Regions from separate parts of the Mus musculus genome. Here region 1 is linked to region 2. Evidence: chromatin contacts called from public promoter capture Hi-C data. All regions are on one chromosome and are shown on one strand. Each heading gives the region's core, a stretch centred on a gene start, on an enhancer-like site or on the middle of the called end of the contact. The rest is flanking DNA. Distances are from core to core; before and after follow the strand shown.

Region 1 (4,939 bases), core at 1,138-3,637, 150 kb after region 2:
TCCTCTGTTCAGCTTGACCTTAAACTCCTTCCTGGCAATAAAAACAGAGCTGTTGACTGGATATCGACAATAGGAATGAGTGGTCTTGGTAGCTCAGACCCATTTCCAGGATCAACCTTGCGTTTTGGGGAAACCTGGCTGAAATTGGAAGGAAGGCGCATAGTGTTCAAATACAGGGTGGCTTCTGTCGGGATCAAAATCAGAGAAGATAGGATGGGAGCTGGCTGGGACTCCTCCCCAGTAGAACCCATTCCAAGCTATACTCCTTCCGATGCCCAAGAGGAAGTGGAGGGGCCTGATGTTGAGCCCTCCAGGGATGGACAGAGTGGAAGCAGTATAGGCAGAAAGGCCTTTGTTCTGGTATAGGTATGGTACCTAGAAAGCCGCTTCTACTCACTGGAATGCCTGAACCAGTCCTTGGATTGAGTTGTATTGAGAAAGGAGGTTGTTGGCCAAGATTCCTATGTCCTGAGTAGACACCGACTTTCCTTTCTGTTCAGTGGGAAGATGCCCATTGCCACTCTGTCTCTGATATGTGTGCGGGTGGTCTTAGTGGGTCCTGTATCACCCTTCTAAAGAGTTATTTTGGTTACCTGATTATCCCCTTTCAGGAGTCTAAAGCAACGGGAAGCCACTAAAGACTGCTTCCCTTCAGTCCTGATGGTGGTCTCCTGACTCAGAAAGTCGCTGCACATTTGGCTGAGCTGTAGCAATGAGCTTTGGGGGGGGGGGGTCTGCATCTCAGCAGAACATTTGGAAAGATGCCCTTTGTCCCCTTCCCAGGCTCAATGGTCAAAGGCTATTGGTCATTTCTTAGTGTCCCGGATGCTACAGTCCAGTAGGCTTCTGAGCCCTCCACCCCAACCCCGTCAGCAGGCAGAAGAAATTATTTCAACTTGGAGAGTTGGGATATAGTGTGATGAACTCAGTTTCCCAGCAGTGAGGGCTTAGGCTCTGTGGAGAGCATTCGTGGGAAGTAGGAGTGGCTTAAAACATGGAGTCCAGTCTAGGAAGGCTGGACAGGGTGGAGACAGAACCCAAGACTCCTGAGAGAGGCAGATAGGAAATACAGCAAGTCCTCTCCTAGCCTCCTGAGGACACCCTACCCTTCTTGCTACCCCTGAACAGCTGGCATGGGTCACCCTGGGTATAGAAAAGTCTCACCTTCCATCCCCACAAACTCCCTGGAGCCAAGAGTCAAGTCTTCCAGACTTGAGACAGCTCAGAAACTGTCAGTGCCAAGACTCAAAGAGGCACACTCAACAGAGGTTAATTTGGGGAGAGAAAAAGAGAATGATCTAACAGCCCCATCTTTAGTCCTGTGAGAGACTGGAGGCTCAGAGATGGAGCTAGGTCCCCAGACTCTCAGAGTATTCCATGATCCCCTGCCTCAAAGTTCATCCAGTGACAGTCTTTCCCCTTTTTATTCATCTGCCCTTATTCTATCCCTTGCTCTAAGTAAACATAACTCAGCCCACTAAGTCTGGTGGTTGCCAGAGAAAATGTGTCCAGGTAAGCTTAAATTAGAAATTTAGGTAAATCCTAGTTGGAGAATCTTTTTTTTTTTCTCCCAGGGTAGCTTCAGAGATTTGAGATCAAAATGGTAAACTGAGGTTGGGGTGGACAGGGAAGGGGGGGAAGTGGTGCACAGGCATGGTCACCACCCTGCGAGTTACACCCCGGTGTATTGCACTGGATCCCTACAGCATCTCGCAGACCTGGGAAAGCTGTTTAAGGCTACCCCTTTCCCAGCTTGGCTTTTGCCCCTCCTCCTCACCACCACTCCAGCCCCTCCCCATCCCACCCAGTCCGCTGGCCTTGCTGCTGTGCCCTCCCCGTGCCCTCCTGCACCTCTGGGGCTCTCTCCTCTCTACGTCTCGGCGCACTCACGTCTAAGAGGCGTCTTGGACACCTTCACATCACTGCCTAGGATCCTGCGTGGTCCTTGCTGTCTGTCTTCAGACTTTTTCACGCCTCTCATTCAAGATCCTCGGTTTGCCCATCTCCGCAGTGTCCTATCCTCAGGGCTGTCCTCTTGGGCGAGCTCTCCTCTTTTTCCCTTGGTCCCGGCCTGCGAGCCCCTATCCCGGGCTCTTTCCCTCCTTCCCTCCTCTCAACCTCCTTTCCTCCCTCCTGGGTCCCTCCCTCCGGCTGGGCCTAGTGGGTGGGGGGCGGCAGCGCGGGGCGGGGCGGGGCAGGGCGGGCGGGGCAAGGCAGTGACGCGGGGCTGGCCAGGCTAGAGGCGCGGCGGCGCGGGGCGGGGACGCAGTCCCGGGTCCGACTGGCCGAGCCCCGCGCGCCCCGCCCGCGCCCTGCGCCTCCGCCCGGCCAGCCGGCGGGGGAGGGGGCATGAGCCGGCGCCCGCGCGCCGCCGCGAGCTGCGGGCCGGCCTAGAGCCCCGCGCGGGCCCCGCGCCGGAGCTTAGCCGCCGTCGCTTCCTAGCCGCGGGCGCATCCCCGGGAGCCGCGATGCAGCGGCCAGGGGAGCCGGGAGCCGCGCGCTTCGGTCCGCCCGAGGGCTGTGCGGATCACCGACCGCATCGCTACCGCAGCTTCATGATCGAAGAGATCCTCACTGAGCCTCCGGGGCCCAAGGGCGCAGCGCCCGCGGCCGCCGCTGCCGCCGCGGGCGAGCTGCTCAAGTTCGGCGTACAGGCGCTGCTGGCCGCCCGGCCCTTCCACAGCCACCTGGGTACGTGCAGCGGCCGCCGCGCAGAGGACTGGGCTTGGCGGGCGGGTGGGAGTCGGAGACCTGGGGTTGTCCGTAATTCATCCTCTTTCTCCCCTGTTTCTGGAGCGACCTGGGATGCAGCTCAGCGCAGGCCCGAGGCACCTACCTCTCTTCGCGCACTCCAACGGGAAAGTGGAGGGTGCGAGCAATGAGCTAGGCAGAAACCAGGCCTTGTGTCCTCGCGTCAGACCAGAAGAGAGTTTGTCTTCTGCTTCAGGGCGGCTTCGAGTTTTTTCGAATCGGGTGATAGGCGAGGCCAGGAGCCAGAGACCGCATCCCTATGGTTGCTACAAAATCAATCTACCGAGCACTCTGGATCAAAATGACTTCAAACCAGGGGAAGCCTGAGTTTCGCGGTAGGGTTGGCTGGGCATAACAGTAGCTGCCCAGACTGGGAAAGCTCTGGAGAAGAGGGTCGTGTCGCATAGTGTTGGATGCCCAAGCCATCCAGGAGCCTTTCAGAACCCCGTGCTTTCCAGTCAGCAACCGACCGAGGCCTGTGCTGCGGCCAGGGTCTCCGTAGGCCTTGTTTGAGGGAAAGAGGCCTGGTTGTGATCCGCTGCCCAGTTGGTCCTTCCATCCCGAGATCTGCTGGGCTTTCGTGCGTCTTGAAGCACTTGCTCAGATCTTTTCTGTCTCCGTCTTGTCTCTTGGGAGATTGTGAGGCAGTCTGCCCTGTACTGCATCTCGGCTTAGGGCTTAGTGACTCTCTTTGGTTGACCTCCTTCCTAGCCTTTTGGTAAAGTGGATCTGTCTCCCCTCTACCTCTCCCCCTCCGCAAGATTCTCTTCCCACTTCCTGCTATGTTTTCTATGCTCCCCTTACCCTGATGGTTCTCAGCCAGGCAGATCCATCCTTTCCAGTATCTCTTTTAGGAGAAGCCTACCAGGAAAGGAAGCGTCCAATATAGACTCCAGCTCAGCTAGCGGCCTCCGGAACCGGCCCCAGATTCTGTCCAGTCTTGGTAGCAGCCAGTCCAGTTTGCCTCTTTGATGTTCATCTGGTTCACAGCCTCTCTGCTGCCGTTCACTATAAAAGGACTCTGTTGTTGGCAATTCGTTTGAAGCGGGCAAACAGCCGATTTAGGGCTAAAGAACATGGAGAGGTCTTCATGCTTCTTGGGGGGAGGGGGTCTGAACAGAGGAAACAAGAAAGACAATTTTCAGGTTCAAAGGATGCTTTGGTGACCCTTTCCTCGCCAATGTCCAAGCCTCAGCCAGTGATGTAGGTACAGCGCCCAGAAAAACAAATGCTCACATTCCACAACGTTCTTTTCCCAATGCAAAAGCTCCCCCACCCCCGCCCCCGCTTCCAAATTCACCCGTTTCTTCTTAGTTTCTCTTTTTCACGAAAGGCATACTCTATGTCCTCGGAGCAGCGAACTTGCTCTAAAGCATCCTGAAATCTCGGAGCCTACTGGCTCATGGGGACTCCAAAAAAGAGCAAAGGATGCGAGGGATACTCTTTTCTAGACTCCTCGGGATAGCTACCTGAAGGAGGGTCGCCCAGGATGCTGGGTTTAAATCCCCAGGGAGTGGCTGGTTCGGGCTCCCAAACGCAGCAAAGCGCTGTGGCGTGGGAGGCTGGAATCCAGTTCACCCAGATCTTTCTCTCTTCTCTCTCTCCCCTTCTCTCTTTGCTCTGTAGCGGTGCTGAAGGCTGAGCAGGCCGCAGTGTTCAAGTTCCCACTGGCGCCGCTCGGCTGCTCCGGGCTGGGCTCGGCGTTGTTGGCCGCCGGGCCTGGGATGCCCGGCCCCGCAGGCGCATCGCACCTGCCGCTGGAGCTGCAACTCCGCGGGAAGCTGGAAGCAGCTGGCTCTGGTGAACCTGGCGCGAAAGCCAAGAAAGGACGCCGGAGTCGCACCGTATTCACTGAGCTGCAGCTGATGGGGCTGGAGAAACGCTTCGAGAAGCAGAAGTACCTCTCTACCCCTGACAGGTAGTGCCGGGCAAGACTGGGCTCGAGGGAAGGGTAGGCAGGTGGTGGCCTGACCCGCTGAGGGTGTGCGTTACTCTTTCCAGAATAGATCTAGCTGAGTCCCTGGGCCTGAGCCAGTTACAGGTGAAGACGTGGTATCAAAATCGGAGGATGAAATGGAAGAAAATAGTAAGTGTGGCTGGTGGCTTCCTGCGGGCTGGGGTTTCCTGGGCTTTGTCCTTGGTGTCCTCCAAGAAATACCTTCCCGCCCTCCTCACACTAAGACTTCTG
Region 2 (4,649 bases), core at 1,658-4,157:
TGCCCTTTGTAGCAGACTCCTTGTCTTCTAAGCTCCAGCTGCCTGTACTGCACTGCTGCTGCTGTTCTCAATGGTCATCTCATGGTACTGACATCTCCAAAACACTGCTATCTCCCACTGTAACTAGGCTTCACCAATAGCCTCTCATAGGCTCTCTTCATGGTGCCAAGCCTCAACTTCTTTGCATGACCCCTTCAGTCCTGGGCCATCAATTGCAACTGAGGCTGCACCTTCACCAATGGCCTTCTATGGTCTCTCACAGTGTAGAGCCTCAGCTGCTCTTCATGACCCCTTCATGCCTTCAAAACCTGAGTGACTCTTACACATTACAAAGTCCAGCCACAGCACAAGGTACAACCTTGGCTATCTCTCGAACACAGCCTCTGTGCTCTCAGAAAACACTTCCCAGAAGATTTCACCTCAGTGATGCTGGTCTCTTCTTATCACCACTAACTTCTTTTTCTCTTTCTTTTTTTTTTTAAGATTTATTTATTTATTTTATGTGTATGAGTACACACTGTAGCTGTACAGATAGTTGTGAGCCTTCATCTGGTTATTGGGAATTGAATTTAAGATTTCTGCTCACTCAGGTCAAGCCCACTCGATCTGGCCAAAGATTTATTTATTATTATAAATAAGTACACTGTAGCTGTCTTCAGACACACCAGAAGACGGTGTCAGATCTCATTGCGGGTGGTTGTAAGCCACCATGTGGTTGCTGGGATTTGAACTCAGAAGAGCAGTCAGTGCTCTTACCCCCTGAGCCATCTCAATTTCTTAGCTCCAGCTCACCAGCATCAATAGTCCCAGTAATGCAAAGTTTTCACTTTAGTAGTTCTGGTATCTTGTTATTTACAGCAGATTCTTCAGCCCCAGCTAACCAAAACCACAGAATCTTCACAATAAAAATAGCAGCGGCACTGATAAGAGTCTTTAGTCTTCCCTCTGAAATTTCACAAGCCAGGCCTCCATCTTGTGCACTGTTCTCAACATTATCTTCCAAGCTCCTATACAACATCCCACAGAGCTCTTAATACCGAATGGATCTTCTAGCCCAAAGTTCCAAAGTCCTTCCACAGTCCTCCCCAAAACATCATCAGGTTGTCACAAGAATACCCCATTCCTGGTACCAATGTGTCTTAGTCAGGGTTTGTATTCCTGCACAAATATGACCAATAAGCAAGTTGGAGAGGAAAGGGTTTATTCAGCTTACACTTTCCACATTGCTGTTCATCACCAAAGGAAGTCAGGACTGGAACTCAAGCAGATCAGGAAGCAGGAGCTGATGCAGAGGCCATGGAGGGATGTTTCTTACTGGCTTGCTTCCCCTGGCTTGCTCAACTTGCTCTCTTCTAGAACCCAAGACTACCAGCCCAGAGATGGCACCACCCACAATAGGCCCTCCCCCCTTGATCATCAACCAAAAAAATGCCCCACAGCTGGATCTCATGAAGGCACTTCCCAACTGAAGCGTCTTTCTCTGTGATAACTCCAGCCTGTGTCAAGTTGACACACAAAACCAGCCAGTACAGACAATAGGGCAACTGTACATACAAGCTCACTGCAGTTACAACACCATGCACAAGACCCGTGCAAGCCCAAACCAGAACAAATCTCAGCACAGAGACAAGAGTTCGGCACCAAATACCTAGTACCAAGCTACGGCAATTACTAGCTGCTGGGAGAGGAGGAGAAGGGTTTCTCTAAGAGTATATAGCCCGAGGTAAGCCAATAACAATCCAATGAAATATTCAAGAATATTGAATTCAGCATAAGTTAGTCTTAAAGGGTTTTGAAACAAAAAAGAAAGATAGGTCACAAAGATAGGTGGACTGGGGACAGAATTTTCAGTGGTGAATATAATCAAAATGAGTTGTATATATAGATCAGAGAACTAAAGAGAAAAGGAGAAACCAGGCTACACCGCCAGAAATTCAGGGAGCCAACAAGCCCTGGGTCATGGGGGAAATGTCTCTTCCCATTACATCACTCCAGGCTCTTGGAAGATCCCAGAGCTCAAGGGAGCCACACAAGGTCATTAGCCCACAATGTGTAAAAAGGCCACCCCCACTCCCCCCTACACACATATACACACAGGCACGCACGCGCACACACATACACACCACACACACAAGCCTTGTCACACACCAAGACTCCAAACTTCAAGACTAGCTCTAGTCTCTTGGTCTTTGCCGTTGCATTCAGCCAGGCAATTCTGTATGTTTTCCCCGCAAGGCAAGCGACCAAGCTGTATTTCCAAATTCATGATGAGTGCAGCTCCCCAAGACTTCTGTCCTCACCAATTCAGACATTTGTTCCTGTGGAGGATGGCTCTGATCCCTCACAAACCTCAACAGAGAGCGGGGGTGGAAAGGTGACATCTAGATGCCCCAGGTCCAATCTCCCTGACCTGGCACTAACACAGGGGACACACCTACAGCGTCATAGCCTGGGAAGCAGGCCAGACTGACCTGTAGCTTGTTTAGGACAAGATAGTGGACCCCTAACCCCGTTCTCACATGGCCCCCTCCCCATCCCAGGGTCTTCACCGAGACCCTCCTCCGGGATGGGCAGAGAAGCTGATTCCACTCCCAAAGACTCCACGCATCGAGGATGGAGCAGCGGCAGACACCTGAACCTTGTGGGTGGCCCACGCCAGCTCTCCGGACTCTTCCCCGCCTGGAGGGATCTGCAAGAGCCGAGGACGTCTGCACTTTCGCTCACCAGAACCGCAGTAGAATCGTCCACAGGCACAGGTGACGACTGCAGGATGCGGAAGTACACCGACCGGGGTGACGCGCGCGCACTTCACTACCCACGCAGCGCTAGAGATGGGGGAACTACAATACCCAGAATGCCGCGTACTGCAGGACACCCCATGCTGACTTGGCTGCAACCCGAAGCTTCAGACTATAGGAGGGGCTCCCTAGCACTGCCGGACTCTTTCATTGACTGCAAGACAACAGGGTAAGATCTTAGAGAAACAGAAAAAAAGCAGAAAAGCCAAACCGAAGTAATCTTTGCGTACTTCTAAGGAAGCTCATTAATCAATTCTTTTAAAAAAGATGTGCTATCTAGATGCCTTCCTCCTGCCAATTCAATCTTGGTTGGTTTTTTGTTTGTTTGTTTGTTTTGTTTTTTTTCTTTTTTACGTGCCTGTGAGTCGTGTGTTTTAAACTGCAGCATGTGTGGATACTGTGGGTGTTGTTTCTTGAAAATAATACTTTTTTTAAAAAATGATTACAAAAAGACAAGGGCAAACTAAGTTTGAAGATATTCATAGTGTAATGTTTTAAACTATTTTGCTCATACAAAAAAACACTTCTTGGTTGTAACAGAAAGACAAAAATCTTTGCGAAAAGACTAGGAATTTGAGCGGAACTCAATTTAATTGAATTTGAATTTTCAATTGTATTTCTAGTATTTGACGTGAGCAGTATTTTCAAATTATTTCCCATTTGCTTCTTAAAGTGAGGTGGCAAACAGCAGAAGTCAACAGGGACCAGATTCAGTCTTCCACATAAAACAAGCTTTAAAAGGACAACATGGACTAAGAAACCGATGGGGAAGCACTGCACACAGAAACAATGGAGGAATATCAGTGATGTGGACAATAAACGAAGTGAGCAGCGAACTCCCCTGGTGAGAAACCGTTCTGGCACAGAACAGAGAAGGGAGACCCGAGCAAGACCTGGAGGTCAACCTGAGACGAAGCCGGGGCCCTGGGGAAACCAAGGCAGCTTCAGTTCAAAGGACAGTACGAAGGACCAGAGAAATCCACAGAGGTTCAGTGGCTCCTTCCTCGGGCGTTCACCGAACACTGACAGCACGCGACACACAGCTGTGCCATCCCAGGGAAAAGTCCCGGGAAAAATGTCAGTGGGAATAAAGGGGGTGAGGAACAACACCTCTTCCTATGAGGCCATAAAGCCTTCAGAGTTGTACATAATACCTGGAAATGGTTTCATCTTGATAGGAAGACAAGATGGGGCCCCCGAGCCTTTCTTGTTTCACCTAGGAAAATGCAAAACTAAGCCTAGAAAAGATCAAATTGTTTACAAGTAACTTCATTTTATTTTTTTTTAAGTTTGAGCATACTTAGGATACACGCCACACTTGATAAGGCAAAAAACATGGAATGTCAAGTTTTCAATTAAAAGATGTCATGCCAGTAAAATGGGTCTATATTGTTCAGATAAAGAAAAAATAAAATCAGTAAGAATAATACTAGGAAATAAGGAGAGGCGCTGGAGAGGTGGCTACCGAGTGTTAAGAGCACTTGGGAATCTTGCAGAGGACCCAGGTTCAGTTCCCAGCATCTATAAGATGGCTCACAACTGCTTAGAATTCCACTTCCAAGGATCAGATGCCCTCTTCTGGTCTCTACAGACAACTGCATGCACACAGTGCACTTACCTGCAGGCAAAACACATTAATACTTATAAAAATAAATAAAAATGCATTAAATAAAAATACATTAAGTAAAAAGAAATATCATGTGGAGATGGTCTCAGTGGATAATGTGCATGCCATGGTGCTCAAGCATGAAGATTCGGGTTCGGATGCTCAACACCTTGCTTCAATTTTGTTGTTGTTGTTTTGCATTTTGAGATAGGGTCTCTCCAGAAACTGTCCAGAAACTCACTTTG

What was found. Capture Hi-C pulls out chosen DNA fragments and counts their contacts.
Region 1: a promoter capture Hi-C map of liver shows a contact between it and region 2. The contact joins the promoter of Barx1 here to the promoter of A830005F24Rik in region 2. A contact is called at or near these places in 15 of 39 promoter capture datasets (the 3T3-L1 cell line, the C10 cell line, the HPC-7 cell line and 6 more), 2 of 15 datasets of contacts at CTCF or cohesin (the G1E-ER4 cell line and embryonic stem cells), 12 of 484 Hi-C or Micro-C datasets (the N1E-115 cell line, Sertoli cells, embryonic fibroblasts and 6 more), 20 of 115 datasets of contacts at active chromatin or transcription factors (the 230-238 cell line, T-cell acute lymphoblastic leukemia, craniofacial prominence and 10 more) and 3 of 9 other capture datasets (adipose tissue, liver and pancreatic islet).

The regions. Positions count from the first base shown.
Region 1 is chr13:48,660,649-48,665,587 of GRCm38.p6, forward strand. It overlaps Barx1 (BarH-like homeobox 1), which reads left to right and starts at 2,388. Exons shown (of 4, transcript NM_007526.4): 1 at 2,388-2,691; 2 at 4,378-4,669; 3 at 4,753-4,837. The coding sequence starts at 2,469. It overlaps Gm36606 (a long non-coding RNA gene), which reads right to left and starts at 2,144. Exons shown (of 4, transcript XR_382336.3): 1 at 1,891-2,144.
Region 2 is chr13:48,510,663-48,515,311 of GRCm38.p6, forward strand. It overlaps A830005F24Rik (RIKEN cDNA A830005F24 gene), which reads left to right and starts at 2,908. Exons shown (of 2, transcript NR_165458.1): 1 at 2,908-2,967; 2 at 3,472-4,177. It overlaps Zfp169 (zinc finger protein 169), which reads right to left and starts at 2,774. Exons shown (of 5, transcript NM_026450.3): 1 at 2,633-2,774.